7 separate regions of the Mus musculus genome follow, and all the other regions are linked to region 1. Evidence: chromatin contacts called from public promoter capture Hi-C data. All regions are on one chromosome and are shown on one strand. Each heading gives the region's core, a stretch centred on a gene start, on an enhancer-like site or on the middle of the called end of the contact. The rest is flanking DNA. Distances are from core to core; before and after follow the strand shown.

Region 1 (3,235 bases), core at 438-2,937:
AGTAGGATGTAATGGCTGTAATGGCTCTGAACTGATGGGAAAGGATTCATATAGATAAGAAGGAAGTGGTATGAGGTAGGCCTCCATGTCATAGGTCTGATGTTAACCTGTGGAAAGACTGGGATTAGGGACTGGGAGTGGGGGTGGGTTGGGGAGGGGGGCGGTGCCGAGAGACTGCCGTATTTGTATAGCCATCAGCTGTGCACAGTGGGCGAGGTAATTCTTCAGATTTTATTTCCTAATGTATAAAGCAGCAAAATTAAGAGTACCACTCAAGGTTCACGTGAAGAACAGTAAGATAAGATATATGAAATGGGCTGCACACATCACTGTATTATCAATAAATAATAACAAAGCCAAACCAGACAAGCGCTAACAAATTCACCAACATTTTTGTTCCTGTGCGTTTCCTAAGGAACAGATATTGGGAGTTCCGAATATAATTTCACTCTACAATGGAGTCTCATGTCAAACATCTTAGAACGTAACCCAAGCAGAAGAGCGCTGGACATTCTCTGGGGGCAGCGACTTGAACTCTGGGTATAGGCCGAAGTGGAGAGTATGCTCGCTCCTCTCTAGGCTAGGGTCTTTAGGGTTTGAGTACAACAATTGCAGTATTGGGGGTTTTCTACTCCGAGGCTATAAGGTGTGTACTGCTTAAATCAGAACAGTGTGGAGTGTGTGGGGAGGGAGGTGCAGAACGTTATTGACAACTAGATGCCCATGAAACAGTGGATTTTGGGGGGCGCCATGTAACACCAAGCTTAGCTTCATCTCTTAACTTATCAGGCCCATTCTAGGCCTTCTACATGTGGGAGTCAAGCAATTTTACAGCGATCTTGTACCTGGCCATTCTGGGATACTGTTGAGAACACCCGCTGTGAGGTAACAGGGAGTCACTAAACATGTTTTTGGCTGGTCCTGGGACGTGATAAAGAGGGACAGTAGTTGAACTGCCTAGCTGACTTGCTGTGGCATGCTGGAAGAAGCCTGTTTGGTGACCCGTGGTGATCTCCATCCAGGTACTGTCAGGGTTTTAGATCCCGAGCAGAGGGCTCGCCCGTCCGCCCTCCCTCCCATGGGCCAAACTGGCTCGGGGAACACAGCAGCGAGCAATCACAGCGACTGTTTTGGATTCTCCCGGACGGTCAAGTGATGCTCAGCGAATCCTCCAGCAGCAACCAAGCCACAAACTGAGACAGGAAAGGAGAAAGGAGAGGAACACCCCTTGGGGGGTAAAAAGGAAACGAGGGTCTACGGGACCGACCGGCCGTAGGCGGCGGAGGGGTCCGAGGCCCGACCCCGGCGCGTCCTGGCACACCCTCTCCCGGGCGAGCGGCGCGGGTGGGGTGTCCACGGGGCCGCCGGGGCGCTCCGAGTCTTTCATTCATTGTTAGCGGAGGCTGGGGTGTTCCGCCGCGCCCCGCACTTCCTCCGGGAAGGCCCCGAGGGCTCCCGGCCCCACCCCGGGCCGGGCCACCATCCGCGGAGGGCCGGCCGCCCGGCCATTGTTCGAGCCCCACCCCTGCTGAATATTCACGCGGGCGGGCGGCGAGCGAGCGAGGGCGAGGGCCGGGTTCCGCCCGCTCTCCCGGCGGAGGGGGCGGGGGAGTCGCTCGCCCCTCCTCAGCGGCGCCGGTCGGTGCCCCGCGTCCCCGCCCCCGCCCCCGCCTCCCGCGGCATCTTTGTCTCGCGGCCTCGCGCTCGCTCGCTCGCCGCGCTCTCCGGCCCCAGCTCCGGGCCGCTCGTGCAGGCGCGCGCGCGCGGGGCGCCGGGGCCTGAGGCGGCGGGCGACGCCCGGGGGGCGGGTGGGGGCCGAGGGAGGACCGCCAAGCCATGGTGTGAGCTCCGCGGCCAGCGCTCTCCGCGCCGCGCTCCGCTCCGACCGGACGACAAGCCGCCCGGGCGGCGGCGGCCTGCCCGTGCGGCCCGAGCCCCGGCGCCGCCGAGCCCCTGCCCGTCTCTCGCTCTCTCGCCCGCTCCCGGAGCGGCGACCCGGGGAAGATGGCGAACGACTCTCCCGCGAAGAGCCTGGTGGACATTGACCTGTCGTCCCTGCGGGTGAGTGCGGCCGCGCCCTGCGCGCCGCGGTGGACACGGACACCCGCGGGCGCGGCGGCCCCTTTGTCTGCCGGGCGAGCGGGCGGGCGGGTGCCACGGCGCTCCCGGGGACCCGGCGGGGCGAGCCTTTGTCACCGCCCTGCATCCCTCCCTCCGCCCTCTCGCCCTCCTCGGTTGGGGTCCCTCTTTTGAGTTGATAACCTCCCCCTCCTCTCTCTCCAGGACCCTGCTGGGATTTTTGAGCTGGTGGAAGTGGTTGGAAATGGCACCTATGGACAAGTCTATAAGGTCGGTGTGGGGCGCCTTTGTTCCCCGTGGCGTGGAGAAACTTCTTAGGGGACGAGGGAAAGGGTGACGAAACGCTGCTGACTGCAGGCCGTGCCGCCTGGCCAAAGTTGGGAAAGGGGGTTTCGCCTGGCTTTTCTTTTTTTTTCTTTTTCTTTTTTGTTTTTTTGCCTGTGTTCAGACTGGCCTTAAAAGACCTCATTTCCTGGCTTTGAGATAAAGGAAATAAGCTACACTGTTAGGCATGCACTTGGCTTTAGCAAAATAGAAAAGGAATTTTGTGTTCGAGGGTGACCACAGGGTCTCCCCCCAAACCCCCTTTCCTCCAAATCTGGCCTTCATGCGTTTGCGTTTGTCCGTGAATTAAAATTCGGTGTAGACAGGCCTTGCCTATGACTCCACTCAGCCACTGCCTTGGTATTCTTGAGACATGTCATCGTGCTTCTGCCTTCGGAGTGCTTGCCGTAGGCTCCAACTTGGGGAGGCTAGCGTTACCTGGTACTGATTTTAAAGCTTGGCCAGCATACCCTGTTCTAGTGGACAGTATCTTGGGGAAGCGGGCGGGGGAGTGTGCTTTTGGGCCACGGGAACAGGAGGAATTACAGTGTGGGGATTATAAAATGTGAATTCCAGGAATAACCTTTGTGACAGCTGTGTAATTGAGATGGCTGGGAGGAGAGAGAGCAAGGAGTAGAGAGGATGCCAGACTTCACACCCGCCACCCCTGGTCGTTCTCTCTCTTTAAATTTATCCTCCTCCCTGGGCTGCAGATGAAGCTGAGGAATCTGTTGGCCTGTGTCGCCGCGGAGCTGGCACCTAAGGCTGTGAACTGTTGTTCATTCTGTTTCGCTCGCTCGGTCTAGAAGGCGGCTCAGGCTCCGAAGTGTAA
Region 2 (3,588 bases), core at 7-2,506, 3.0 Mb after region 1:
TGCTTTTCTGGCCAGCACTGCCTCGCCTCTAACTTATTCTTCTTCTCCAAATACTAGTCCTGGACTTCTGCCACTGAATGAAGAGATTTTCACTAATGTAAAGGAAACAAACAAAGGGGAAAATAATGATTTCCCCCCTTTACTACAAGCATCCTATTTGGAGGGGTTTTTTTTCTTCTATTTTTCTGAAGCTATGCAATTTCTATTTCCCTAGAGCTGTTTTATGAGGTGATAACTGTACGATGCCAGCACTTACTTCATAACTTAAAAAACAGATTTCTAATTTACATGTATAAATATTTTGCTTGTATGTATATGTGTCTGTACATCACAGACATGGTTGATCCCCTTGAAATTCAGAGAAGGTGTCAGATTGTTTAGAGCTGTAATTATAGATAGATAGGTAGATAGATAGATAGATAGATAGATGTGATAGATAGATAGATAGATAGATGTGATAGATGTGATAGATGTGATAGATAGATAGATAGATAGATAGATAGATAGATAGATAGATAGATAGATGTGATTTTCCACAAGAGTTCTGGGGACCAAACCCAGGTCCTCTGAAAGAACATAGAGTGTTTTTAACTTCTCAGCCTCTTACTCGGTCACCTTGATCTCGTTTTCTGAGTATGTTTTAAACTTCTAATGATAATTTCAACATTATCAAATTATTCAATGATAATTTTCAACATTGGAAAACCCTTTAAGAGTGATTTATTCAACCACTTGTATCTGGTAGAGATAACCCTAGACTTAGGGTTAGGAAGTTCAAGTTTCAGAAGGCAAAGACAGTTCCTGTGTCTGCAGCCACTCTTAATGGCTTTAAGGCTCAGAGGCAATCAGGGAGAGCCATGAAGTTGAGCAGGGAGGTGCTTTTCCTCAGCCTGTGGGTCAGACAGCTAAGAGTCAACACAATGTGTTGGAAGCCAGAATGGTTAGTTGCTGGAAGAAGAATGTCTTGAAACAGATCTTTAAAACGGGCAAGTTCAAGGGGGAGCAGAAGGCCCTTGCGGGAAGGCAAGCGGACAGGAAAGCCAGCTTGGATTGTTGGAGTGAGAATAAGACTGTGGAAGGCTTGTCTGAGCGTGGGTACCAGGAACTCAGCTAGGACTACAGCTGCTAGTAAGCCGAAAGCCATGTGCAAGGCAACCTGCTGCCGCGCACCCAATCAGCGGCGAGGGGCTGGACTACAGAACTCCGCCCCTAGTTGCAATTGCTAAGGAAGCGCTTCCGCCTGGGAGGTCTGCGCCTGCGCAGTCTCCAGGCTCCACCCCTTTCCCCTCCCGCCAGGATGTTTCTTACGGCCAACATGGCCGCCCCCTGTGTGTCCTGCGGCCGAGTGCTTTCCCTTTGGTTCACTCCCGCTGTTAGAGCTAGCCTCTGCCAGAGGCCCGGGTACTGGACAGCCTCGGCGGTTGGCTGGCAGACAGGGACCAGGTTCCAGGTAAGGTCCTGGGAGCTGGAGCTGGCGGTCCGTGTGGTAGGGTGACGTGAAGCCGGCCCACCTTCCAGGGCTGCCAGAGCCCTCAAGGTAGAGGTCGGAGGTCACGCTTGGGGATCGGGGAATCGGCCGCGGACGGATCCTCTGCAGCCTCTCCCTGGGCTTTGAGGAGCAAAGGGTTCGGCAGATGGAGTTGGGTGGCTGCCTGGGTCTTGTGATTCGTCCCGGGGAGAAGGGGAGCCGAACTCTGCGCGACCCGGAAGATGTCCTGGGCAGAGTCAGTCTGTGGAGCGAACTGAGACTTTTTACAAGTGCTCTGCGTTTGCGGAATTTCAGTTTTTGTAATTTTCCCGAAACTTGTGTGTGTGTGTGTGTGTGTGTGTGTGTGTGTGTGTGTGTGTGTGACATTAGGAGAGCAGAATTTGACCGCTTCGCTCAATTCCGGGGTCGGTGTGAAGCTGGGATTTCTAGCTTGAGTCTTTGCTTGTCGCCCGTTTAATGTGGCTCATTAAAAGTGGGAGAAAACGAGCTTCGGCTGTAATTGCACTTAAAGTGTCTGTGGCATATTCTACCGGAGATTTCCAGTAGTCCTTTCGGTGGGTGTGCCCGTGACACAGGAGGAGACCTAACTTTGAAGTCCTGTTACCTTGCAGGTTCTAATGGAAACCCAGGGAATAGCGCGCAGATGGTGTCCTGCAAGAGTAGGCAGATGAACAGGCCGAAAGAGAGGTCTCAAGAGATTGAGAACACGCGGTCAAACAAGTGGGGGTTGGAAAACAGAACAGTTTGAGTAGAAAGAGTACGAAATGTTGGAAAAGCAGTACTACCACCAGATATTGCCGAGAAGTTAAACGCTGGATCTTAGAACTGTTTTACAAAATGACTGGCCACCTTTTTCTGTTATTTGATGTTGTAACATAAACCAATTTGTCCATTGATCTGTTAAACATCTGGGTTTCTTGGTTTTGAAAATTGGAAAATGTGTTGGACATTTTTATTTCTTCTATACATCTCTTTGAGACACATAATTGCATATGAGAGGAACTGTAGCATACAAAATATGTTTATTGGTAATGATTATATGGGCAGGTGGCTCTCACTCTCCTATATTCTGAACCTAGTGTACCCTTCTTCTTTCTCTTTATTCTTATAATTATGTGTAAACAAACACATTTTACAAAATGAGCCTCGCTGGGTCACATCCCTTTTACCTTTTTAATTTACAGGGGGAATACATGTATGTGTCTTTTATTATGTCTAAAGCTCATTCCGGTTGCACACTGCTTTCTTCCCACGGATGCATGCATACACATTGTCTTGGTTACTTTTCTGTTGCTTCGAAAAGACACCTGAACAGGGAGAGACTGGGGTTGGCACAGGGTTTTGAAATCTTAAAGCCCAGCCCCCAGTGGGATACCTCTAACAACAAGCCCCTCCCCCCATGTATGTATACACACACAAAGACATTTAGAAACCTTTTTTTTGTACAGTGCCTGCCGAAAATACTAATGTTTCTTAATGTTCATATTAAAAATCACTTATCCACGTCTGCATATAACATTAATAGCTGTATTTCTCTTGGGGCCCATGTTTTATATAAAAAAATTAATGACTTTATGAGCAAATAAAACACTAACCAAGTAATCCCCTCCCCATTTCATATTTGGGTCATGTGCCATTAATTATGGAATCTCTTCAAAGGTCATAAACAGCTTGAAAGGAGTAGAGGTAATAGAATAATAAAAGGCATTTTACAAAGTGTTTTCATGTTTTGTTTACACTGCCAAGTGTATAGTAGGTACTGATATCAACAGAAACTGTGGGTGACAGTAAAAATTTTTGAGAAACACTAATGCCACTAACATAAGGAAGCAAGCTTTACTTAGGTGTGACTCCTGGGTCTCAGTTGGGACCCTTGCTAGCTGGCTTCCTCCTCTGATGTCCTTATAGTATTTATGGGTTCTTACCAATTTCATATTATGCCTCAACACAACCACAAACTCTGAACATCCCAAATATAGTTATAGATAGCAGCCATATATGTGAGTGACCAAAGTTTTCATAAAGTGCACCTGAACATGTTCGGATTCTGTAATGTGCTGTGAGAGATTTCCAGAAATAATACAGAAGAACCACAGACA
Region 3 (3,304 bases), core at 717-3,216, 2.8 Mb after region 1:
ACCAGAAAGGAAGGAAAAAGAGGAAGCAGAGCAAGAAAAACCAAACAAACAAAACAACAACAACAACAAAAAAAACACTTACCCAGCAAATTCCCAAGGTTAGACTTTTAAATAAAAGGTGGTGGTTGGTTTTTGGTTTTTGGTTTTTGTTTTTTGTTTTTGTTTTTTGTTTAAAAAAAAAAAAGTAAGGTTCCTGGAGGGGCAGAAGAGAAGGCATATTCTCTACTCTCCAGAGCCGAGTTATCCTTAGCCTTCTCTTTACACTGACTCCTCTAAGCCCGGTTCTCTCTCGTCTATTATTTTCACCAAAATATATGAAAATGTATGCAAATGAAAATCAGCACTAACTGTTCTCCCCTTGTTATATACTTTGGATTTTTTTTTCCAGACAAAACAATCACACTCCGCAGAGGGAGGGGGAGGATTGGGTGGGGTGGGAGGGGGGAAGCTGGGGAGCGATTTGAGAACTAAGTACGTGGGGGGTGGGGGGAGAGAAGGGGACAGACCTGGGAACAGAAGTGCGTTTCTGTTATTGAGGAGCACAGCGTTTGGGGGGCTTCCCGAACGTGCACACCCTCCTTGCAAAGAAAGAAAGTGGATCTGTTTGCTGAGGCGCTATCCCGTTTCATCAGGCCACCTGAGACGGCTTTTGAAAGCGTGTACTGTGAAACTCATAGCAGTAATTTAGACAAAATCCTCACTGTATATTAATGAAAGGCGGCCCCATGGCTCTGTTCCTATCCTCCCCATTCAGTGTAAACAAAACCACGAGACTCTTTCGGTTTTTGAGCCGGATCCAAGCAAAATCGGCAGGAAAGGAAAACACGGGGTGCTGGCACCGACTATTCAAACGTCTGCACCTGGAGATCTCAGATTTATTCAATGAAATCTGTGTTCCATCTTTTATATATACATATACGCATATATAAATATAAAAAGGAACCTTTTGGAATGGAGGGGGGAATCCGTTCTGTTTTGGGGCTTTGGTTACTGCTGCCTTTTAGATCTGTTTCTACGATGGTATCTTTTCACCCCGGCAAGCAGGAGCTGGACCCGATCCTACATAAATGCCCCGCGTCTACGGTTAATCTCGAGATCACGCAGAGGCTGCGAGGCTGCTGCTGAGCTGGAGAGCTCCCTCTGTAACTGAGTTCACAGAAGTGAGCCCTCTAGAGAAATTATGCATCGGGGAGAAGGCAGGCCAGTTCTTTATATTCGGAGCACACCGACCGCCGGGTTACGTTCTCGGCTGCTGCTTGGACTAGAAACTGCAGATTGCGGTCCGGTGCCCTGCAGCTGAGGGTGCGGGGTGCAAGCACACGCACACTCATTAAGAGTCGTGTATTTATTGAATGTCCGAATTGGGTTAGTTCATTGGAAATCCCCAAGGAGGATTTAATTTGTCCTTGTTTTCGTTGCCACTTTCTCTTTTTTCTTGGTTCGCTGAGGTTCCTCTGTGCGGCGTTTCCGCTTGGCCGCGTCGTCCCCCCCCCCCCCAACACACACACACCACACCACCCCCTCTTCTCCCGCCTACCGGGCGCACTCCTCCTCCCGGGCCCCTTAACTCTTTCAGCTGGGTTGCGGCTGAGAAAGCACTTGTCGACAGCGGTCACAGCCACCTCGCAAAACCTGAGACCCAAAGAAAGAGGAAAATAAAGCGTCCCCATGCCCAAGAATAGCAAGCGAGTGAAAACCCCACCAATGAACACACTCACACGCGCGCACACACGCACGCACACACACACACACACACACACACACACACACGAGTCAGCGGTAAAGGGGACCGGGGTGGGGGGCGGGTGAGCAGCTAGCAGCCCTAGGCCCTCTAGGCGAGCTGAGGCAGACACTGCATTCTAAAGGCATTGGGATCGAATACACTTACGATGAATCTAGGGGGACGGTCGGGCTGATTGCCTTTCAAATACCTCGCGTGGCTTCGTTGACCGGCACCCTCCAAACTCACAAGGGCACGCACGATACTTGCAAGAATCCCAGAGGAGGGTGGGTGGGAGGGAGGAAAGGAGGGAGGGGGGGTTGGAGAGCGAGCAGCCGCAGCAAGCGGTCGGACTCGCACGCGCGGGCCCCGCGCTGGTACAGGGCTGCAGGTTTCCCAGATGATGGCATCCGAGAACTTAAACAAAGAGGGTCGCCGCCGGCGCGCCGCGGCTGCACAAAGTTGCAGTGGCGGATTTCCAAGAAGCTTGGCCACAGGAGCTCTGCGCGAGGCAAGCCTTCCTTTCCCACCTCCTGCAGGACAGAGATGGGGGCCCGCGCGTGAAGGGAAGAGGAAACTTTGAAACCAGTGGGGACACATCTGTCTATAGGTATTAGCTTGAACGTACATCCGCGGCGCGCGCTTTACAAATCTCTCGCGTGGGGTGGGGGTGCGACACAACGCAGTCTAGGTAGAATGGGTAGACTGCTATTTTTCAAGATTTTTTTCCCCTCTTCATTTTCCTCCTGGTCCCCCTTCTACCCGCCCCCTCCTTTTCTCTTCCATTTCTCTCCCAACCCCCCCAGACCAATCGCGAACACAGGGAGCCGCCAAGGGAACGCAGACGTTTGGGCTGGACACTAAGAGTTAAGATGTGGCGGAGGGGTGGAGCGAGGGGGGGGGACGACGAAGGGGGCGGAGGGGGAGGGGCGTGGAGGGGAAAGTGGCGCGGAGGAGGGAGGATGGGGCGGGGGGGGGGGGACAACAGATTTCCAGCTTCTACGACGCTCTGCCTAAATTAAAAAGCAACCAATCGGAACGGCCGGAAGGGGGGCCAGGCGTCCTAAGCCAGTCATTCCAGGCTTGCCAATCACCCAGCGGGTAGCCAATCAGCAGGGGCCCTGGTGCTCGACTTCCTTGTATTTGGGAAAGTGTGGTGGTGGGTGCGCGCTTGCGGCGGAGGGTAAACATTCGACAGTCCCTGCTCTGAGAGGGAGGGACGGAGAGCGAACTGTCAGATCCTAGCGGGAGCGGGCGCTCGAGAGAAGGAGAGAGGGAGAGAGAGAGTGAGAGAGAGAGGGAAAGTGAGACAGAGAGAAAGAGAGAGAATCCGGGCGCAGAGCTAGCTCCGGCTGCAACTCTGCCCCGGCACGCCTGCTCCCGCGCCCGCCGTCGGGTACTCTAGGAGCGGTACAACGTGCCCACAGGAGTTGGTTGTGTATCAAGGATTCCCTGTATGCACACACACATCTCCACCTCCACCAATGCACTCTTCTTCCTCCTCCTTCTCCAGACAACTGCCGGGGAAAAAATAAAACATCAACCCCAACCTTCAGCAACAAGGTAACAGAACAATTCGACATT
Region 4 (3,220 bases), core at 412-2,911, 2.0 Mb before region 1:
AAGAAGGAAGATTCGCTTCTCTTTGCCTGCTTGTGTTTACTTGCCAACACAACTGTTTGAATCTACTAGCCTTGTGGGACTAAGCAGCTACTAGATCCTTGGACTTCCCATTCACAGCTGATCGTTGTTGGGGAGTTGGACTACAGACTGTAAGTCATCATAATAGATTTCCTTACTATAGAGAGACAGACTATAAGTTCTCTGACTCTAGAGAACCCTGACTAATACATTTTGTAACATACATACATACATACATACATACATACAGATTGATTTGCTGTATAATGTGTGTTATCTCAGCCTTAATATGGTGATTAAATGAAAGAAGCCCATGCTAATACCTTTAATCCCAGCACTTGGAAGGCAGAGGCAGAAAGCTCTCTGTGAGGCCAGTCTGGTCCACATAGCGAGTTCCAGGCAAGCCTGCCTTACAGGGGGAGACCCTAACTCACACTCAAATAGAAGTTTTAAGAAGAGCAGACAGAGCCAGGCATGGTGGAGCACACTTTTAATTTCAGCACTCCAGAAGCAGAGGCAGGTGGATCTCTGTGCATTCAAGGCCAGCCTGGTCTACAAAATGAGTTCCAGAACAGCCAGGGCTACACAGAGAAACCCTGTCTTGGGGATTGGGAGCGGGGGAGGAGACAGAATAAAATGCAGGAAAGGAGAATTGCCATCACCAGAGGACTATAAAGCAGGTTAGAGTGTTATTGGACATTCCAGTGGAGAAGCTGAAGAAGTAGAAAAAGAGGATAACTGGTCCAAAGACAGACATCTTAGAGCAGACAGTGGAGAATGAAGGAAGGTCATTGAAGGAAATTAAAACAAAACAAAACAAAAAACAAAAACAAAACAGAACAACAACAACAGAAAAAAACTGTCCCTTCTCAGATTTCAAAGAATACAATATAGAAGCAGACTACTAATTTAGGAGCCCTACTAAGGGCAACACAATGTGGGGCTATTTTGATAACTAGCAAAATTCCTACAATGACGAATGGAAAAGTATCCCTTCCCACCCTCATAATACCATCCAGCTGAAGACTGATCTCATCAAAGTTGCAGTAACAGACAGGAGTCCTGTCTGTGGTGCAGCTAATTTATATACCCTGAATTAACTCTGCTCATTTACTGCGTTAGCAGTACCAGGAGGCAAGGCTGGAGAGGCTTCCATTCTAACTGAAGGAGGAGAGACTGGTTTCTGTGGAAGAGCGAGGAATGACCACAAATTCTTTGGGCTCTGCTCATCAAGAAGTGGGTCCGTGATCTCATTCCTTAACTCTAGTCTGGCTTTGTTGTTCCTGGGGCCATAGGAATGCGGTTGAAGCGCTTCCAAGTGCCTTGAATCGAACCGCCCCAGCAGCTAGACAGCACCTCCTGAGTGTGAACAGACCATTTTGGACCACACAGTTTAGCCAACTCTTGCTGAAAGAAACCAGCATAGGAATCACCCAGCTCGTCTTTACATATTTTGGTAAGTGGACTTTGTCCTTTCAATGAATCTAGTTCTAAATGCATTGGCCTGAAGGAAATAACCTTAAAAATATTTGCTTCTATTTCAGGCTTAGCCACGACCTCCTGGGGGTGTGGCTTATCCAGGGGGCGAGCTTTACGGGGGCGTGGCCTCTTGAGGGCGGGTCTCTTGGGCGGGGCTGGGGAGGACTCCCCAGCAACTGCGTCTAGAGGGCTGAGTGTTCTGGGTTCCACGTGGGTTGATTGAGTTTTAATTTGCAGAAAAAGCTGCTGCGGGCGCGACCGGAAGTGGCAGGTGAGTGAAGCCGGAAGCAGTTCCAGTGAATTCTTTGCGGGTTGTGGAGGCACACGCTGAGCAGGAGTGGGTGCTGCGGAGAGCACGCGTGCGTCCCATGGGCCCCTCCTATTGGTTCTGAAAGCTCTGCAGATTACACCTGGTGCTCCGGACGTAATTTCATTATTGGGAACAGTTGATTTCTAATACGGCGTAGGGTAAACTAAACAAGACATTCAGTGCTAGTCGCGTGCCTGCTCCCGAAGAGTAAAGCTTGCTTAAAAGTTCGTAATCACTTCCAGGTTTGGATCGCGTTATTAGGAGGATAGCAAATAGTTTTGGTAAGGCCTTGTGAGGAAGGTAGGCCTGTAGTTAGGTCTTGCTTTACACTCTGTCAGGGAGAAGCATGTGTTGGCAGTTGCAGAAGTGTCTCCCAGAGCATGGAAGTAAGAGCCTCCTGAGGAAATAATTATAACACCAGTAATGAAGATGAAAGCAGAGAGCTGGGGGTGGATTGCTCGGCGGTACAGTTCAAACCTAGACTGAGTGAGTTCCATCCCTTGCTCAGCTAAAGCTGTTAAAATAGAGTGTAGTTGGGTATATCAACCACATCCTAGCCCAGGCGCCTACAGAGGAGTAGGTGGCCAACACAAAACAAACTCCACGGGCTTTTTTTTTTTTTTCTTTTTTGGTCTTGTCTCGTTGATCTTTTACTTATTTTGACTTTAGTTTTCATAGGTTTTGGTTTTTTAAAGAAAGAACATAAAGTTGGGTGGATAGGGAGGTGGTGGGATCTGAAAAAAACGGGGAGAGGAAGGAACGTGATCAAAATGCATTGTATAAAAAGTTTTTCATTTAAAAAAGTAAAATATGGGTGTGGGTCGCTATGCAAAGTAACACTGTAGAAACAGAATTCTACCAGGTTTTCAAAAGTTAGATTGTTTCATTTTGTCTGTCAGCTACAGTCTGTCTCAGAAGGTATGTCAGGCCTTCAACCCAGAGGCAGAGGCAAATAGATCTCTGTGAGCTCAAGGTCAGCCTGGTCTACAGAGGTAGTTTCAGGAGATCCAGGGCTACACACTCATCGTGTCTGAGGGTGGGGAGATTGTGTTCTGATAACTAAAATAATTTGTGATACGATACATAATAATCATTTAGTTTAACTCCTTAAAATGACTCACGTGTAACTATTTTAGTAGTCCTATTTAAACATGACTCACACAGATTTACAGTCTTTATTCTGGCAATGTGTCTCCCTTCCCTGTGACTCTTGTCACCTTTATGTAGTTCACTGATGAATCCCAACTGTCAAGGACAAAGCATGCCTTATAGTTACTGCAGACTCTGTCAGCCATTGGCTGGTTAATTGTGGACCATAGTTAATGTATCAAGGTAAACTCCAGTTTGACATATCTTTTAGGAATCCTTGTACACTTGAAAGAAGACATGTTAAACTGTCAAAAAAAAAAATGG
Region 5 (3,422 bases), core at 865-3,364, 2.8 Mb after region 1:
GCAAAAAAAAAAAAAAAAAAAAAAAAAAAAAAAAAAAAAAAAGTTGTCCCTAGGGAATCACTAAAGAAAAATTGCCGGGGCACCATCCCATTCAAAGGAAGTTTCAATTTCAGTGCCCTTTGGATATCAAAGACAGAGAGAATTCCACGTCAACTCTTACCTGTGGAGGACACTGTCCTTCCCTGTTGCACTTCTTGGCCAACCCACCATGAGAGACACCCCACTGTAGAGCAATTAACTCTGACATAATAGGAGTGGGGAGGAGGCCCACGGACTTCTCATAAGGGAAGAGGCCACCCAGTGCTCAGAAATAATCAAAAGCTTTAACGCTGCTGAGCAGAGGGGCTGCTAATCCCAAGCAGCTCAAGTGTGGGCCACACAGCCTAGCCATCTATGCCCACAGCAGCCTGGCAGGTATCTCAGAAGTAGATGCATGTTGGGACTGTGGGCTTCCACCCAGGAGCTGAGGATCTGGGTAGGTGTCTTGAGCAAGACAGACTTCATTCTCCTTGCCCTGGACACCCAGATTCTCTAGAAAGCCAGGACTGTGAGCAGAGGTGACATAAGAAATAACTGGCCCCTTCCAACTGCACCACTGCTCACCTTGCCTCTTTCCTAGAGGCGGAAGAGCCTTTCTTTGTAAGTTGCTCCGTTTTTCTTACTGTGGACAGCAATTTAATTTCCTCCTTTGCCCCAAGCCTTGCACACACAACTGAGCAGGGATTTCCACTTGGGGATAACAAGAGGCTGGCATGGAGACAGAGGGAAGTGGTGGACAGCCTCCTGGAGGTAGCCTTAAGACTGGTAAAACTTCTCTGATACTTTCCCCTCTCCAGACAGCCACAGTCTCAGGAAAGACTCACCAAATGCCATGTCAACCCCGGAGCAAAAAGAACGTGGAAAACGTAGCACTAGTTCTTCATTTTCTCCTTAGCTGTTGAGTTTCACTTGTTCCTCTCACCCCATCTGTGGTAGAAGTTAAAACAACTTGTCCTTTTAAATAGATTTGGGTTTTCAGCATTACTAGAGTACTGGGAGAGAGTGCTTGCCCCAATTCCACATCCAAACCAAGTCGGTTGTAACCAGCCATCTTCAATTATGCTCTCCATAACTCGACAGAATCAGGAATCAAGGTACCATTAGGTACAAGAAGCAACAAACTTTACTAAAAGAAACAAATATAATATTGACCACGGATACATACAAACTCCCTGAAATATCATTTCTACTCTTCTTACTTCTTGGGGACAGGGGTAGGAAGTGGAGTGGGGAGGGATGGTGTAAAAATCTTAGCTGGTTTGAAAAATAACTCGATCATATTGTCTGAGTTTAAAGTTCTCAAGTCTAATCATAAGTAATAAAGTTGTTAATAGTTGTAATTGGTTTCATTGCTCGATGTAACTGGTGTTTTATTTGTGACCCAACTAAGCTTTGTAGCAAAGTACAGGTGGTTCAGAATCCATAAAAGGGAAGTTATTCCTTCTCAGGCAACTTTTCCCAATAGAAGGCAAAGTGAAGACGGCTGTCTCACACATTATCTCCTCTGCTTTGCTTTTTTTTTTTTTTTGAACACTATAGATCTAGGTTTTAATTTCTCTAGATGTGTGTGTGTATGTGTGTGTGTGTGTGTGTGTGTGTGTGTGTGTGTGTGTGTGTGTGTGTTTGATAGACCTGAAGATGCGTGGCCATCGTGCGTGGGCTCTTGAAAGCAGAGAAGAAACTCAATGTACTCAATGTACACAGAAAAGAACCGCTTTGCTAGCTAGATCAAATGCCCGACCAAGTTCACTTTCCATCCCTTCGCTGGAAGAGGGTCACCCACTGAAAGCGAAAGCTCCGGGGATTTGAGAGGGGCAGCAAGGACGGCTTAGCTTCCTAGGCCTTCTCCCAGTACTCTCTCTTCACACCCCGCTTCAGAGTACTTCTCAGGACTTCCTAATCCGAGGTGCCCACTACGGACTAGCTTCCCCGCGCTCTCCTCAACTCTTACTGGCTCCGCCGCACCCTGGACTCACCCCACACAGTCGGTCCGCTCCATCCAGACTGGAAACAGGTCTGAGTCGGGCAACGCTGGAAGCCACATCTCATCAACACCAATCCACACCAGTCGCCTAGATCTAGGCTGCAGAGAAGCCCGCGACACGCTGCCAATGATGGTGGGGGCAGGGAGGCCATGAAGAACCGCAGCCTCCAGCTGGGTTGCGGCTTTCTTATGGAAATGACCCGCGCTGGCCTACTGGACTCAAGCGGGTTCCATAGTCCCGCACCCCATCTCTCCAAAGCTTTTCCTCCCGCAAACCCTCATCCTCCTCATCCTACCGTGGCTGAACTGGTGGGGGATGAGCTAGAGCTACGCCCCGGCCGCAGAGCGCGGGCCGGGTCTCCCCTCGGCCCGACGGGCTCCAGCTCCGCATTAAATATTCATAGCAATCGCTACTTTCTTAAAGGGGAACCCGCCGCGCGGGAAAGTTCCCAGCCAGGGGGACTCACAAAGGAAGGTGTCTGCTCCCTCCGGTCCTAGGGGTAACCGGGCACACAGCTCCTGAACACTTGGGCGAACAGGGAAGGGAAGGGAAGGGAAAGATCAGAGTACCCGCTCGCCTACAGTCAAGACACTTCCTAGAGACTGCGAAAGAAGAGATATTTGGAAAGCTTTGGAAGCCCCGATCACTCGTCGCATAATTATTTAAAAATAAGTGGTCACATCTAATGCTTCAGGGTTTCCAGGGCCTTTCATTAGTTTCTTTCATTTTATAGTTTTAAAAGGACGGTGGTTTGACTTCATTCAGGCGTCATCCGCCCGGGGACCAGAAAGTTTGCTCTGTATTGCTTGAAACATGCACTCGGGGAACTTAGAAACATCACTTTGAGAGCCTAAAACAAAACCTGCACCTGTCCCATGGCTGATGTGCAGAGCTGGAGCTTGAGAACTCAGAACCCTTGTGGGGGTACTCGTGGGGAGAATTGGTCTGAACCCCAGCGCCACTGCTCAATTCCAGGCCTCTTTCTTCCAGAGCACGGAGGGCCTGCATAGATGTGCAGTCCTCGGCCTTCCGGAGGCCGAAACCCATCTGCCAACTGCTCAGCAGGGACCAGGAGAAAAGCGGAATGGGAAAGGAAGAGGAAGCAGAGAAAGTTCTGGGCCCGCTGCGGAGGAGGCCCTGCCTGGGATGCACCCCCGCCCGGGGCCAGCTGACCCGTGACCGCTCCTCCTGGTGCCAGGCGACGCCCGCGCCCTGGTGTGCTTTCACCCCCACATCCCCCCCCCCAGCCCCCCCCCCCCCCCCCCCGCTCACGCCCACTCCACACTCTCTCTCTCGATAAGGCTCTTTTTGTTCCGGACCAGGAGCACTTTCACAAATGGTTAGAAAGTCTTGAGCGCCATCTAACGGGAACAGCAAAAAGTTGAAAGTGGGTGGAGG
Region 6 (3,219 bases), core at 337-2,836, 2.8 Mb after region 1:
TTTTGTATTATGCATAAAAAGTGTGTCCTTACTCTAAGATTATAAAGGTATTCATTTACTTTTGTCTTTGATACATTTGAATTCACTCTAAGTTAAAACAGTGAAGCTGTGTTATGTGTTTCATTATTATTATTGTAAAGGCTCATTTTATTTGTGTGTGAGAGAGAGAGAGAGAGAGAGAGAGAGAGAGAGAGAGAGAGCTGTGTGCAGTGCAGATGCTTGCAGAGGCCATAAAAGGGCACCAGCTCCCCTGGCCTCCAGGAGGTTGAGTACCCTGACAGTGCTGGGAACTGAATTCAGCTTCTCTGGAAGAGCAGCAAAACCCTCAACTGCTGAGCCATTTCTCCAACTGGTTATATGTCAAAGAACCAGCTACGTCTCACACATATATATAGTAACACAAGTTACCTGCTTTGGATCTGCACTTGGGTCTATCCCAGACGGGCTGCTTGATCTATGGAATCCACTTATTTGTTCCTAAGTGGTGAATTTCTACACCTTTCTTTACTGTGATTTCATTTTGCATTTTAGTAGCTGGTGGAGACTATTTTCTGCTGTTGTTCCTTTTACTTTAGCCAGAGTTAACCTAACTTCACCCCGAAGAGATGAACCTTGGCAGCATTTTTGTCATTTTTAAGTTCTGTTGTAATTAAACCACACTGTTGGATTTCCTTAAACCATCCGTATTCATCTGTAAGTACGAAGCCTACTCTACCACATACACCTTTTTAGTTTTCTTCCCTTCTTACTTTTTTCTTTAAACTCCTGAGAAAATATTTGGAGTTTTATGTCACCTAGGTTTTGGATATTTCCTGAGTGATTTTTCCTTAGACATTTTGTGTTTTTGTTTGTTTTTCAATTGTGAATGGAATCTTTTGAGTTACAGCCTCCTTCTTCCTCCTACTCATCTCTCACACCGATCTGTTAGCAAGAACTGCTGGTTCTTCCTGCATCTAAATGCAGAGAGAACATATGCCTATTTCCCTTAAGTCACCCTAGGCCACCTCCTTTACTTTGGGCTACAGACTGGTGTCTACCCACTTCTCAATGTCCCTTGTCCACATATCTGCCAGAGGTAGCTTTCTTACAGCCTGTGATATCATAACAGAGCATCTTTCAGAGTCTTCTCAATTTGTTATATGAATTCTTCTTAATTAGTAGTTCCGAAGCAAGATTGAGTAGTATCAGTATAGATAAGAGGAAGCTTTGACTTATTTATTTTAGTAATACTCTTCATTAAGGTCTTACTGAAAAGCATGATATAAGATATGGATACTTCAGTAAGTGTGAGAGTTGGCATACACTGGTGTGTGTGTGAGAGAGAGAGGGAGAGAGAGAGAGAGACGGGGAGAGAGAGAGGGAGAGAGAGAGAAAAAGAGAGAGAGGGAGAGAGAGAGAGAGAGAGAGAGAGAGAGAGAGAGAGAGTTAGTTTTCCCATGTTGAGGAAGTAAAGCTCTAGATCTAGGCAGCCCTGGTTGTTTTGGAACTCTCTCTGTAGACCTGGCTAGCCTCAAACTCAGAGATCTGCCTACCTCTTCTGCTCCACCTCCACCCTGCCCAGCTATAGTTTTTTGTTTTTTTGTTTGTTTGTTTTTTAAATCAAGATTATAGATTTTGGGGAGGTGACTCAGGAGTTAAGAGCATTTGCAACTCTCCAAGGAGGCTTGGATTCAGTTCCTAGTACCCACATGGTGGCTCACAATCATCTATAACTTGAGTTTCAGGAAATCCAATACTCTCTTCTGACCTCTACATAAACCAGGCATGCACATGATGCACATAAATATTGTGCAGGCAAACACCGTCCCCCAGACACTCAAAATACATAAAATAAAAATAAGTATTTTTTAAAAGTTGGAATTTGGTATGATTAGCTTTATAGCTTTAGCTATTTATATTAGTTTTATGGCAACTTGACACTACCCAGAGTCATTTTGGAAGAGGGAACCTCAGTTGAGAAAAATCCTCCACCATATTGATCTATGAGCAAGCCAGTAAGCAGCACTCCTTCATGGCCTCTGCATCAGCTCCTGCTTCCAGGTTCCTGCCCTGGTTGAGTTCCTGCCTTGACTTTCCCTCAGTGATAGAGTGTTCTTGGGAGTGTAGATGAAGTAAACCCTCGCCTCCTAAACTGCCCTTGGTCATGATCTTTTATCATAGCAATGGAACCCCTACTTAAGACAATTATCTTTGAAGCACATATTTTGACATTTAGGCATATCAATAAATGATTGATGGTTAGTTTCTTAAAATGCCCCTTGACCACAAAGACAGTGAATTTTCTCCCTTGCTCCCTAGCATAGATTATAGGTCTGAGCCATCAGATCTGGCTTGAGGTTCAAAGCTTGTGACCACCTGTTCCAAGGACAAATGAGCTGCCTAGAACTCTTCCACTGGCCTGCCTGTAGCCGGGAATGGTGGAGTTCCCTGTGACTGTGGGATTCTATATGAGCTACTGATGAGACATAAGCAAGTAAGGAAAGTTGATCTTGGGATCAACACTCATCAAGAATAAGATGGGTCCCCCACTCTCTAGCTGTGCTTCCAGACAGGTTTGCTTCAGTGTGGCTTCAGCAAAGCCTTCCTAGTGGTCTACAGTAGAGAATGCAAGAGTCCATCCCTAGCCTGAACACTGCACACAGACACCAATTATGCTAAAATATTTAATTTCATTCCATAAATAATTAAGCCTAAATAATAATACCTAGATATAACTTGGAACTTGTGACAATCTACCTGCCTCTGTCTCTGTGTACCAGGATTATAGGCCTGGGCACACATTCTTCTTCAGGACTGATTATAATACATTTTGTATATTGATTTAAAAAAATGATGCTTAGGTAGTTATGGCCTGTGAGTAATTCTATAAAGTAGACTAAGTGGATATCATCAGTCTATACTCTAAGACATTCCTTTAATTTTTTTAAATTTTTTTTTAAAGTTCTACTTTTTAAAGATTCCTAGAGAGCCAGATGGGTGATGAAAAGCCAGGTTTCACATGTAACACTAATATTGGGGGAAAAAAAACCTGACGCTAGAAATTATTTAGTTATTCTGAAAGCTGTCACTTCTTGAAAGCAGAGTCAGAATTAGAAAAGAATTAACAGTGTATCGTTGTGTTCTCACATTTCCAATGTGGCTGGTGAATCATGAAGCAAAAATTTCCTCAAAACTGGAGCCCCAGAGTCTTAGTCTGAGCCCATCCTCCTGCCTGAGAAT
Region 7 (3,244 bases), core at 504-3,003, 2.0 Mb before region 1:
TCCTGGGTTCTATAAGAGAGCAGGCTGAGCAAGCCATGATGAACAAGCCAGCCTGCAAGCAGCACTCCTCCATGGCCTCTGCATCAGCTCCTGCCTCCAGGTTTCTTCCCTGTTTGAGTTCCTGTCCTGACTTCCTTCAATGATGTACTACAATGTGGAAGTAAATAAGCCCTTTCCTCCCCAGCTTACTTTTGGTCATGGTGTTTCATCCCAGCAACAGAAACCCTAACTAGGACAGCAAGCTAAAAAAAAAAAAGAGAGAGAGAGAGAGAGAGAGAAAAAAAAATTTTTAAGTGGAGGTATTCTCTGTGGATAGATAAAGCTGCTCCCAGAAACACAACTTACTAAACAAATAAATAGGAAAAATAAATAGATAGATAGATAGATAGATAGATACACCCCAGTGCTGAGAGTGGGCTGTGAGTTCCCCCCAAACAATACAGGATTGCCCCTGCTTTTGGATGTCCATCAAAACTCATTCATAAGACCCTATTGCTAAAGATGCCACATGCCTTGACCACAGGTCGAGAACAAACTGGAGCTGGTTGAAAGCGTCCTCCTTGTTGGATAGTACCACGGTGTTGGATGGTGCTACTCAAGCTGCTGGGGGAGAAATGTCTTACTCAGCCACTCCCTCTGTTAAAACCAACCATCTGGGAAAGATGAGCCCATTGGCGCAATCGTGGTAAATGTGGTACCCAACTGCTTTCTGATTGGATGTGAAGTCTGCTTGACAAGAGGGACTCTCATCTGGTACTTTATACCTAACTAAAAATCAAGACTGTGGCGGTCCTAGGCCCTAGGGGCCGTACTACTACTGCTGTAGTTTTATTAAATCAACATGATGTATCTGCCAAACTGCCCTCTACCTCATTATGTTTATGCCCATAGAGCAGTGCTGTAGTCCACATGGTCAGAGAAGCCTCTTCCACCAGTACCGGGTAGTGACTGCAGAGACTGACAACTGGTTGGTGCACATAGAATAAATGGCCGTGGAATGCACCCCCATCTTGAGAATGAATATATAATCATTGATGGAGGAGGGAGAGACAATTTAGTCAGTGCTGTAGTCGCTGGTAACGTGCACATAGCTCTGTAAACAAACTTCCACCCTAGTGAAACTCAATGGATCATAGTTGGGGTGAGGGCAGGAAGGTGAGCCAGAGGAAGGAGAAAAATCATGTCACAAACTGACAACAACGAAGAATAAAATTGATTCAAACGCAAGACCTATCAAGCCTTATAGATTATATTTGGTTATGCCTCTTATGGTCCTTAGCGATAACATCGGTCTATTGCAAAGGCCACCACCTCCGTTGTCCTGCAGATTATCAGAATATAACTCCTGAATTTGAATGCTTCCTGGTAGTTAGTAAGTTTCGTTTTCTTAAGTTTCCGCTCAGTCCCAGACAGAGCGGAAACCGAAACTCGCTCACCTTTCAGAACCTGCAAGAGCATGTCAATCCCCTCCTGGTAACACACCAGAGCCTGCTGGTACCGGGACTCTGCATCCAGCTCTACTGCCCGCTTTAGTACCGCCACCGCCGCAGTGCTATCGGAATCCTGTCCCAGGCTGGACTTAGCCATCACTGTGACAACTCCTGGGCACCGCCAGCAAATTCCAAGAGCTGACCCACTGCGCTTCCAGGAAGCGCACGCGTGACGCCGCTGCGCCTGCGCTGTCTTCTATGGCGCGTTGTGAATGGGCCGGGACAAAAAAAAAAAAAAACCTTTCCCGGAACCAAAGAACCGTACGGTCTGTGACGGCAACGGCGTGGTTTGAATGTTGCACTGGGTCCACCTGCCTCTGTTCCTCTCCTTCCGGCTGCGGGGACGTTCGGAGTGGACACAGCGGTCGCCGGTGAGTGCGGTCGTGGGAGCTAGAGGCTCTCTCTGCAGTTACGAAATGACTTTCTTTCTGTTTCGAGTTGGAGGTCCCGCAGACCTATTTCTTGATCTTCTGAAAGCAGCCAGGTTGTCACTTTATTCGAGTCGTGCTGCGACGCGCGTGTCTCTGAGAGTCTCACTCGTGTAGATCTAGGTCCGAGCCATCCAAGCGTCAGTGAAATTTATTATTTTTTTTTAAGAAGGCAAAACTTGCTTAATTTTAAGATGTTGCGATTTTAGAGTGCTGAGTTTTTGGAGTTGCTGTTTATTAAAGACAGTGATTTTGCAGGCCCCTGTGATTGTCACTTGTTAAAGCAGCTGCTTTTGGTGGCTGAGAGGCCGTTATGACGGCTGCCTACTACCTTTACGTCCTGGGAATTCGAAGAAGAGAGACATTTGTTGATTTCAGAGAACGCGGTTGATTGCACGGGAAATTCAGTGTTCTGTATTTTCAGGAATGTTCACTCCTCGTTATAGATATATACCTTGACCCTTTAGAAAGAGAAATTAATTAAAGAACCACTTACGAGCTGGTGTTGTAGTTTAGGGGTAAAGAGCTGTTTACGTGCATAACCATTGTAAAAAAGCAAAACAACAACAAAACTCCAGCAAACCTTTCGGGGTGAGGGAGAGGAAAAATGGTTTTGGCAGCCTTTTGTTTTTCTGTGTATACTCATATATTAACATATTAGAAAATAGAAATAGGTTATATATCCCATGTGATAAATGGTATTTTTCAGTTTATTTTTATGTGTATGGGTGTTTTGCCTGTCATATCTACACCATGTGCGTGTAGTGCCCATGGAGGCCAGAAGATAGTCAGATCCCCTGGAACTAGATAGAGTTAAAAAAACATTTGTAAGCTTCCAGGTGGTCACCGGGAATTAAATGTGGGACCTCTGGAAGAGCAGCCAGTGCTCATAACTGCTGAGCCATGTCTCCAGCCCCATTTTTCTGGTATTTGCAACAGTACAGAGGAAAGTTGTTGTACAGTAGATGGCAGTATAATTGCTTCAAGGTCCAAAAGCTACGCACATAAGAATAATGCCTACTGTATTGAAATGAGTTGCAGCTCAGAGCACTTATATTCTGTATGCAAGGCTATGGGTTCAATCCCCAGTACCTTCCCTCACCAAAAGGAAAAACAACAACAACAAAAAGCAGTTTTGATGGTGCTGCCTGCTTATATCTGAAATTAAACTTCAGCAGAGAATCTTGAGTGCCGAAGCTGCTTTGAGAGACACATCTATGACTTGAGCAGATCCAAACCAAAATATAAAGTCCTTGTCTTCTGGCACTGTCCCGTGTACAGAGTGGAGACAGCCACTAAATGGTAAACCAGCAAAGTACAATAGAA

Evidence for each region. Promoter capture Hi-C pulls out the DNA fragments that hold promoters and counts their contacts.
Region 2: a contact with region 1 is called in a promoter capture Hi-C map of cranial neural crest. The contact joins the promoter of Mrps9 here to the promoter of Map4k4 in region 1. A contact is called at or near these places in 5 of 39 promoter capture datasets (cranial neural crest, hippocampal neurons, liver and 2 more).
Region 3: a contact with region 1 is called in a promoter capture Hi-C map of embryonic stem cells. The contact joins the promoter of Pantr1 here to the promoter of Map4k4 in region 1. A contact is called at or near these places in 3 of 39 promoter capture datasets (embryonic stem cells and hippocampal neurons), 2 of 484 Hi-C or Micro-C datasets (both in embryonic stem cells) and 3 of 115 datasets of contacts at active chromatin or transcription factors (all in embryonic stem cells).
Region 4: a contact with region 1 is called in a promoter capture Hi-C map of pre-B cells, with 5 times the contacts expected there. The contact joins the promoter of Lipt1 here to the promoter of Map4k4 in region 1. A contact is called at or near these places in 2 of 39 promoter capture datasets (liver and pre-B cells), 1 of 115 datasets of contacts at active chromatin or transcription factors (astrocytes) and 1 of 9 other capture datasets (liver).
Region 5: a contact with region 1 is called in a promoter capture Hi-C map of stem cell-derived epiblast-like cells, with 9 times the contacts expected there. The contact joins the promoter of Pantr2 here to the promoter of Map4k4 in region 1. A contact is called at or near these places in 6 of 39 promoter capture datasets (embryonic stem cells, hippocampal neurons, liver and 2 more) and 3 of 115 datasets of contacts at active chromatin or transcription factors (astrocytes and embryonic stem cells).
Region 6: a promoter capture Hi-C map of liver shows a contact between it and region 1, with 2.8 times the contacts expected there. The contact joins the promoter of Dalir here to the promoter of Map4k4 in region 1. A contact is called at or near these places in 2 of 39 promoter capture datasets (hippocampal neurons and liver) and 1 of 115 datasets of contacts at active chromatin or transcription factors (embryonic stem cells).
Region 7: a promoter capture Hi-C map of pre-B cells shows a contact between it and region 1, with 3 times the contacts expected there. The contact joins the promoter of Mrpl30 here to the promoter of Map4k4 in region 1. A contact is called at or near these places in 2 of 39 promoter capture datasets (liver and pre-B cells).

The regions. Positions count from the first base shown.
Region 1 is chr1:39,899,226-39,902,460 of GRCm38.p6, forward strand. Map4k4 (mitogen-activated protein kinase kinase kinase kinase 4) reads left to right here and starts at 1,688. Exons shown (of 32, transcript NM_001252200.1): 1 at 1,688-2,061; 2 at 2,284-2,349. The coding sequence starts at 2,005.
Region 2 is chr1:42,849,977-42,853,564 of GRCm38.p6, forward strand. Mrps9 (mitochondrial ribosomal protein S9) reads left to right here and starts at 1,257. Exons shown (of 11, transcript NM_023514.4): 1 at 1,257-1,450. The coding sequence starts at 1,316.
Region 3 is chr1:42,692,859-42,696,162 of GRCm38.p6, forward strand. It overlaps Pantr1 (POU domain, class 3, transcription factor 3 adjacent noncoding transcript 1), which reads right to left and starts at 1,967. Exons shown (of 4, transcript NR_027826.2): 1 at 1,889-1,967. Pou3f3 (POU domain, class 3, transcription factor 3) reads left to right here and starts at 2,910. Exons shown (of 1, transcript NM_008900.3): 1 at 2,910-3,304. All of the region lies in intron 1 of Gm46091 (predicted gene, 46091), which reads left to right.
Region 4 is chr1:37,870,558-37,873,777 of GRCm38.p6, forward strand. Lipt1 (lipoyltransferase 1) reads left to right here and starts at 1,662. Exons shown (of 2, transcript NM_001037918.4): 1 at 1,662-1,768.
Region 5 is chr1:42,711,340-42,714,761 of GRCm38.p6, forward strand. Pantr2 (POU domain, class 3, transcription factor 3 adjacent noncoding transcript 2) reads right to left here and starts at 2,115. Exons shown (of 4, transcript NR_110495.1): 1 at 2,016-2,115; 2 at 864-966. All of the region lies in intron 1 of Gm46091 (predicted gene, 46091), which reads left to right.
Region 6 is chr1:42,749,126-42,752,344 of GRCm38.p6, forward strand. Dalir (DNMT1 associated long intergenic non-coding RNA) reads left to right here and starts at 1,587. Exons shown (of 1, transcript NR_130904.1): 1 at 1,587-3,219.
Region 7 is chr1:37,888,724-37,891,967 of GRCm38.p6, forward strand. It overlaps Mrpl30 (mitochondrial ribosomal protein L30), which reads left to right and starts at 1,754. Exons shown (of 6, transcript NM_027098.3): 1 at 1,754-1,861. Mitd1 (MIT, microtubule interacting and transport, domain containing 1) reads right to left here and starts at 1,688. Exons shown (of 7, transcript NM_026913.3): 1 at 1,437-1,688. The coding sequence starts at 1,587.